Linked DNA regions of Sus scrofa: region 1 is linked to region 2. Evidence: chromatin contacts called from public HiChIP or PLAC-seq data. All regions are on one chromosome and are shown on one strand. The core of a region is the stretch at or near the end of the contact, and the rest is flanking DNA. Distances in the headings are between cores, read along the strand shown. Region 1 holds the start of TRPV1 (transient receptor potential cation channel subfamily V member 1). Region 2 holds the start of TRPV3 (transient receptor potential cation channel subfamily V member 3).

Region 1 (3,254 bases), core at 191-2,690, 38 kb before region 2:
CACAGTGGAAAACTACTCAGCCGTAAAAAAGAATGAGGTAATGCCATTTGTAGCAACATGGATACAACTACAGATTCTCATACCAGGTAAAGTAAGTCAGAGAGAGAAAGACGAATACCATACAGTATCACCTCTACGTGGAATCTAAAACAGGCGTTCCTGTTGTGGCTCAGTGGAAACAACTCTGACTAGTATCCATGAGGACGCAGGTATGATCCCTGGCTTCACTCAGTGGGTTAAGGATCCAGCATTGCCGTGAGCTGTGGTGTCGGTCATAGATGCAGCTTGGATTCCTCATTGCTGTGGCTGTGGTGTAGGCTGGCAGCAGTAGCTCCGATTTGACGCCCCCAGCTTGGGAACCTCCATATGCTGTGGGCGCGGCCCTAAAAAGCCAAAAAAAAAAAAAAAAAAAGGCACCAATGAACCTATCTACAGAACAGAAACAGACTCACAGACATGGAAAACATACTTGTGGTTGCCAAGGGGAGGAGGAGGGAGTGGGATGGACGGGGAGTGTGGGGTTGGTAGATGCTGACTATTACATTTAGAATGGATGAGCAGAGAGGTCCTACTGTATCGCACAGGAAACTATACCCAATCTCCTGGGAGAGAACATGATGGGAGATAATAGGAAAAAAAGAATATATATATATATATGGGGGTCACTTTGCTGTACAGCAGAAATATATAGAATATATATTTCTGAATAATAGGAATATATATAGAATATATATATTCTGATAATAGGAAAAAAGAATATATATATACATACATATATATATATATATATATATATGGGGGTCACTTTGCTGTACAGCAGAAATTGGCATCACATTGTAACTCAACTCTTCTTTAATTAAAAAAAAAAAACAACTAACCACAACAGCATAAGAAAAACTCAGGACAAGACTAGCGGTGTTGTTCCTGTCCTTGGGTGAGTCTCAGGCATCTGCAGTGGGGCCTTTAGCACCCTCCCCGGGGCTGGGACCAGCACCCCTTGCTTCCTTCCCACCTGGTTCCTCTGGTTCCTCTGGAGGCGCCAGGCTGACAGTTCCCAACTTTGGTAATTAGGCTTTTTTCAGCACATGGGCGTTTGCTGGTCCCTCGTTGTGCTAGAAAGTCTGGCTTCAAAGATGAGAGGCTGGGGTCCCGAGTGGTTGAAGAAAATAGAGTCGGTTCCTATTGCCAGCGTCAAGGGCTCAGTTGACGTCCGTGTGCCCCGTGGCGGTAACACATACACACCGAGAGAAAGCACCGTGGTCGTTAGTGATGTGAGCAGTTTCGGCCTGGGTCCCACCAGACGTGGCCCGCCACCTGCTCTGGGACCTCCGGCACCTTCCTGTGCTGCCTCTCGTCCCCATCCGACCCGAGCGTGGAGAGGCACCCCCCACCCAGAAGTCATCATTAAAAAATGAATCTACTTACAAGGAGTTCTAATGGGTACATCATTACATAGATCCAAGAACACCGTGTTTCAAATTATGGCCCGGAAACCACACTGATGGTGGTGAGGCCCAGCCCTGAGGTCTCGTCCCAACACCATTTTATGAGCTTTAGTGGAACCACTCAGCGCAGGTGCTGTTTCGATAAAGCCAGGCCAGCATGCACCTTTGGGAGCAGCACGGAACGACGCTTGGCGAAGGGAAATGGAGGGGGCCGGAGTCTGTCTCGTCCTGGAGCTATTAAAATCTGCAAAGCCCGATGCAAACAGCAGAGAAGTGCAAGCTCAAATTTTAGGAGGCGCCAAGTGAGAGCAGCACAGCTGTCAGTATTTGGCAGGGTACCTAGCCTGTGCCTCGCATGCCTCATCTGTAAAGTGGGGACAAAATCGTACTCACCTGTGAAACTCTGTGAGGGTCTGATGAGCTAGAGCCTCTAAAGTGCTTATCCCAGAACCTGTTTTTCTGCCTGCCATTGCGGTGGTCACTGGGGTCAAAGGTACCACGCATGTGTCCCAGGAAGGCAGAGTTTGGAAGAGGTGGCATCTGAATGATAGAATCTCAGCATCCATAGGTCTCACCAGCCCCCTAGGTCGTCATGATGAGATAAGTGGCATGGATGTTGGGCAGATGGAAGGCAGGGGAAGGCCTGGAGGCAGGCACCGTGAGTGCGGCAGGGGAGCAGATGTGTCTAGGGGACAGGAGAGGGTGGGCCAGTGGGAGAGGGGACTGGGGCTGGGGTCTCAGGGCGCCGAGTGCAGCGGTGGGGCCTGGATTGATAAGGAGGCATGATCGGGACCATGGATTGGGAGGTGGTGGGTGGGGGAGGCCCTTCTGGGGCTTCCCGTGAGAAGGAAGGGCTGCCGGCCGCAGTGAAGGATGAATATGAACCACAGAAATGTAGCCCAGAGAGCGAGGACAGAGAAGGCGAGGGCGAAGAGGACAAAGCACACCCGCCTTGGGGACCAGAAGAAGGATGGTGCCTTTACAGGCGGGAATGTTGGGGGGCGGTGGAGTGTGGAGGGGAAAGAAGTCCATCCTGGGAGGTGCTAAGGGAAGGGGTTTGTAGTCTTTAACTGGAGGTTGCGGGAGGCGGGGATGGAGCGCCAGCGAGAGGGCTGGCTGGACACCGGGGAGTGGAGTCACTGGCTTGGGAAGGTCAGATGCTTCTCAGGGGTGGGGGTCTCAGGGCGGGGAAGGTGGGAGTAAGGGTCCCGAGGAGCCTCTGCGTGTAGGGGAAGGGCTTGGCGAGGAGAGGCAGCCAAGGAGACGGAGAGGCGCTGTCAGGGAAGGAGGACAAGGGCCCGGCGTGTCCCCTGCAGCGTTCAGAGCATGCGCAATACCACGTAGCTTCTGGGATGCCAGCCCCCAACAGCTCAGTTACAAAAGGGGACACGTTTAGTGATGGGTGTTGTCCTCACCAGAGGCCGAAATCACCTAGGAGGCTAAGGTGACAGTCCTGGCGGAGAAGTGACTCTTCCCTTTCCCAGACCTTGCTTCTGGGCTGGCCAGTTCTCTCAGCCTTTCTCAGATGTCCTCCACGCATGCCTGGGGGCTGCCCACGGCTGAGACCCGGGCCTGGCCCAGGCAGCATCTGGCACAGCATGTCACAGTCTCTGTACTGAGGTGTATTTAATGCTTCTGAACTGTACACCTAAAAGTGGTTAAAATAGTAACTTTTTTCCCCCTTTTTTTTTTTGGCTGCCCTGCGGCACATGGAGTTCCCCAGCCAGGGATTAGATTCAAGCCACGGTTGCGACCTAAGCTGCAGCTGCGACAACCCTGGATCCTTCATCCCCTGTGCCTGGGCCAGAG
Region 2 (3,662 bases), core at 872-3,371:
GCCACCCAGTGGGCTGCAACTGGACTTGGCCGAGCATCTCTGATGCCTCCTGGAGTTTAGACATTGCCCGAGCTTGTCACCACTCCTTGAACCTGCCTGGTCTCTCGCTTCCGAGTCCCTGCTCGTGGTTCTCCCCGTGTGGACCGTCTTCCCCCTTCCCAAGTCCAACCCAAACGCTCCCTCTTCCCTGAACCCCTCCTCCACCTCCTCATTAGAGGCACTTCCTCTTTCTCGGTGGCCTCAGCCCTTTTTGTCCTTGTAACCTGACCAGTGGCATCAGGGTCCTTGCCGGAACCTGGCTTCCGTGTGTCATACAGCTCCTTGAGGGTGGAGACCAGCTTCCCCAGCTCTGAACCTCCCTCTGGCTCCGGGCTTCCCTGCTTTGTCTCCCACCATGTACTCTCAGGATGTGTTGGATTAAACGGGATTGAATGCCGATCCGCCCCTGTGCACACACAGTGCGGGGGTGGCGGTGGGGACGCTCCCCTTTCTCCTCGCTGGGCACGCTGCCTGGCATTGGGTGGGAGATAGGGGCCTTTTTAACCAGGCTGGCCTTTAGGAAAACATGCTAACACAAGGCAAAATGCAGATGCTGAAATTGGGCAACAGGCTCACCCTGAGGGTTGGAGGAAGTCAGCCAGAAGCAGCTGGGAGGGGTGAGGGGCTGAGTCAGAGGGGCCATTAATGGAGCAACAGAGGGCGGATTATGCTTGATCCAACACTGAGCTTTAATGTAGGAGTTTCAGGCAGTGATGAAGTTGGGATTCTGTGCTTGGAAACATTGGCGCCTATTAACTTCAAAAGCAGCCCCTGTGTTCGCCACACCTGAAGCCTGTTGGCCAAGGAGTAGGTCTTCTGCCCTTACAGGCCACAGGTCCTGCTGTTCCTTGGTCAGAGGCCGGATCTGCCTTCTGCCTCTGCCCAGGCCTGGCAGGTCATGGTAACCAGAAAGCCAGGGGCTTGCCCGCAAGGCCGCCAAGGATGTCCCTGCCCCATTAGTTGCTGATGCTGTCACAGTGCGCAGAGACTTCCTGCTCCATCCTAGTCCTGCCTGGCCTGCTGCTGGAATAGGTGTGTAATTCCTGAGTGAGCAGGGCCACCCCAGCCTTGCTCCACCGGCTTCACAGCTGTGGCCTGGCCAGGAGGGAGTCTGCCCTGACTCGTGGGCCTTGGAGGCATGTAGCCTGGCGGTTGCTGAGAGAATGAATTGCAAGTCAAAACCAGGAACAGGTGTTAAATAGTTGTCACTCTTGGATTTCCATTGTGGCTCAGCGGGTTAAGAGCCCGACTAGTATTCATGAAGACACAGGTTCAATCCCTGGCCTCGCTCAGTGGATTGAAGAATCCAGTGCTGCCGTGAGCTGTGGTGTAGATGGCAGATGCAGCTTAGATCTGGCGTGGTTGTGGCGTAGGCTGGCAGCTACAGCTCTGATTTGATCCCTAGCCTGGGAACCTCCATATGCCATGGGCATGACCCTAAAAAGAAAAAAAATAAAAGTTACACACACAAAAACATCTGTCACGGTTTACTGAGTCCTTTCTGTGCTCTGGGCCTTGTTTTAGCCTTCCTGTGTGTTCTTTCATGTAAGCCCTCTGGTAACTCTGCAAGCAGGGTTTAAAATGCACACTTCACAATGAAGAAACTGGGGCTTGCGAGAAATGACTTGCCCAAGGTCAATGGCCTAGAGGTAAGACAGCCAAGGGGTGAGGTTTATGGTGCAAAATTTCTGGTGGGAAGCATTGAACGGGGACGTCCTCTGTCTCTGAAGGGACTTGATCTCAGATTTTGAAGGCTGGGTATTGAGCTTGGGGGCTGGCCACCGTGGGGTCAATGGGGCCAGCTCTGGCTGTGGCCTTGCCTCTCAGGGGTTGAGGCAGAGCATTCAACCTTTCATTCGGCCCTCCCGTGAGCAGGATCTCTGACGTCTCACAGGGTCCTTGGGAAGCAGGTGTTATGAAGCCCATAATGGGAAACCTCAAATTGAGAGGAGGGAAGACCTGGGACCAGAACTTAAGCTTTGGCACCTGCTGCCTCCCTTGCCTTCTCCTGGGTTAGGGTGAGGCTGCGCCGTGGGTGTGGGGGGTGAATCAGGCAGGACACGTGGGCTGTGCGCAGGCGCTGCAGCTGGGGCTGGTGGGCGTGGCCAACCTGGCTCCGAGTGCAGGTGGCCCAGCCAGTTTTGCCTCTGATGCCTCATTCCAGCCATCCCTCTGCCTACGATGAGAGGATGAGAGTCTCTTGCCACCTCAACTGTAGTCCCACCAGGGGCCTATGGGCCCCGGACATGCCGTGATCTGAGAACAAGGGCAGCTGCGGCCACCCCGGCATCCTCAGGTGAGTCTTTGCCGCATGGGGAGCCTGTGCCCTCCGAGGCCCCAGGGAGCCCAGAGTAAGGCGCTCAGGGGTCCATTTACAGCCAAGCCTGCCCTTTGCTGATCGGCCTCAGGGGAAGGTTGGGAGAGAGCTTGGACCTCCAGCAGGGGAAACAAAGCTGACATGGGCTCGTGGCCACCGGGAGAGTGGGAGAGAGAGCACAGGTTCTGAAGGACCTGGGAAATGTTCCCTGAGGTTTGGGGATCTTGGGGAGGGGGGACACTCAGCTGTCCGGAGCCGAGGGGAGGCTCCTGGCTCCCCAAGCCGGCCCCAGGGTGATGGGAGCTCAGGCTGGGATGAGGTGGCCCCAGAGCTTGAGAAGGACGGGGCCCAGGCATCTCAAATGGATTGACCCCACCACCACTCACCCCCTCACAGCAGGCCCTGGACGGGGGGTGGGCCCTGTGACACCCAGGCCTGGTCTGTTTCCAAGGAAAGGCCATTGCAGTCAGTAGCAGGGCTTGAGAGGCACTTCCCAGGTGGGGACACCAATCCCAGAGAGAGGGAGGACCTGACCTGCGAGAGAGTCCAGCAGGTGAGCATGCAGGTTTATGGGGTGACTCAGGGAGCTAATTATAGCTGCTGTAGTTCCCAGCCAGAGTTCTCCCGACCCTCCCCTGCCCTGGCTGCTCAAGATGGCCCCTCACTCACAAGTCAGGGCAGAGAGCGTGGAGCAGCCAGTGGTCACAGGTGAGAGACATAGGGTCCTTCAGGACCGTTCAGCTCATTTCTCAGAAGGGAAAACAGAGGCCCAGGGAGAGGCAAGGGACCGATCCTCCATCCCTCCCCTCCAGTGCTGGCCCAGCCCAGCCTTTAGCCCCATCTGTCCACAGGTCACTTTGGGCTGAGGGAGGGGGTGGAGGCCTCCTGTCCTTGTCAGGCTGTGACCGTGGATGCAGCCAGGGACCACGTGCTGATGATTCCCTTCCCACAGGATGCCCGAGGCCCCGGCTCAGAGCCTCCTGCCACCAGGTGCCTACACCCCAGGGCCAGCGGCCTCCCCGGATGACTCTCCTCTCAAAGGCTGCTCATGTTTAGTGGGCTGGGGGCTGAGGGGTGAGGCTCTCCCATATCCAAGCCTCACTGCAGTCTGAAGACAACCCCATTCAGACGCTTCCTCCAGGGAGCTCTCCTTTCTGCGTCAGGATCATCAGTGGTCCCAGTGCCACCCTGCCCAGCTGGGCTCTTCTTCCAGAAATCACCCCACTCCCTGGTCCCGGTGACTCTGAGGGTGGCTCAATCAGAGAACAGTCCCTCCTGGCTGCCGTCACCTGCTGTCCACCTCATC

What was found. HiChIP or PLAC-seq counts read pairs in DNA pulled down with a chosen protein or histone mark.
Region 1: an H3K27ac HiChIP or PLAC-seq map of alveolar macrophages shows a contact between it and region 2. The contact joins the promoter of TRPV1 here to the promoter of TRPV3 in region 2. A contact is called at or near these places in 1 of 47 Hi-C or Micro-C datasets (epiblast stem cells) and 1 of 2 datasets of contacts at active chromatin or transcription factors (alveolar macrophages).

The regions. Positions count from the first base shown.
Region 1 is chr12:49,707,820-49,711,073 of Sscrofa11.1, reverse strand. It overlaps TRPV1 (transient receptor potential cation channel subfamily V member 1), which reads left to right and starts at 1,440. Exons shown (of 18, transcript XM_013981216.2): 1 at 1,440-2,031. It overlaps LOC110256094 (a long non-coding RNA gene), which reads right to left and starts at 1,513. Exons shown (of 2, transcript XR_002337323.1): 1 at 1,426-1,513.
Region 2 is chr12:49,670,130-49,673,791 of Sscrofa11.1, reverse strand. It overlaps TRPV3 (transient receptor potential cation channel subfamily V member 3), which reads left to right and starts at 2,121. Exons shown (of 18, transcript XM_013981215.2): 1 at 2,121-2,335.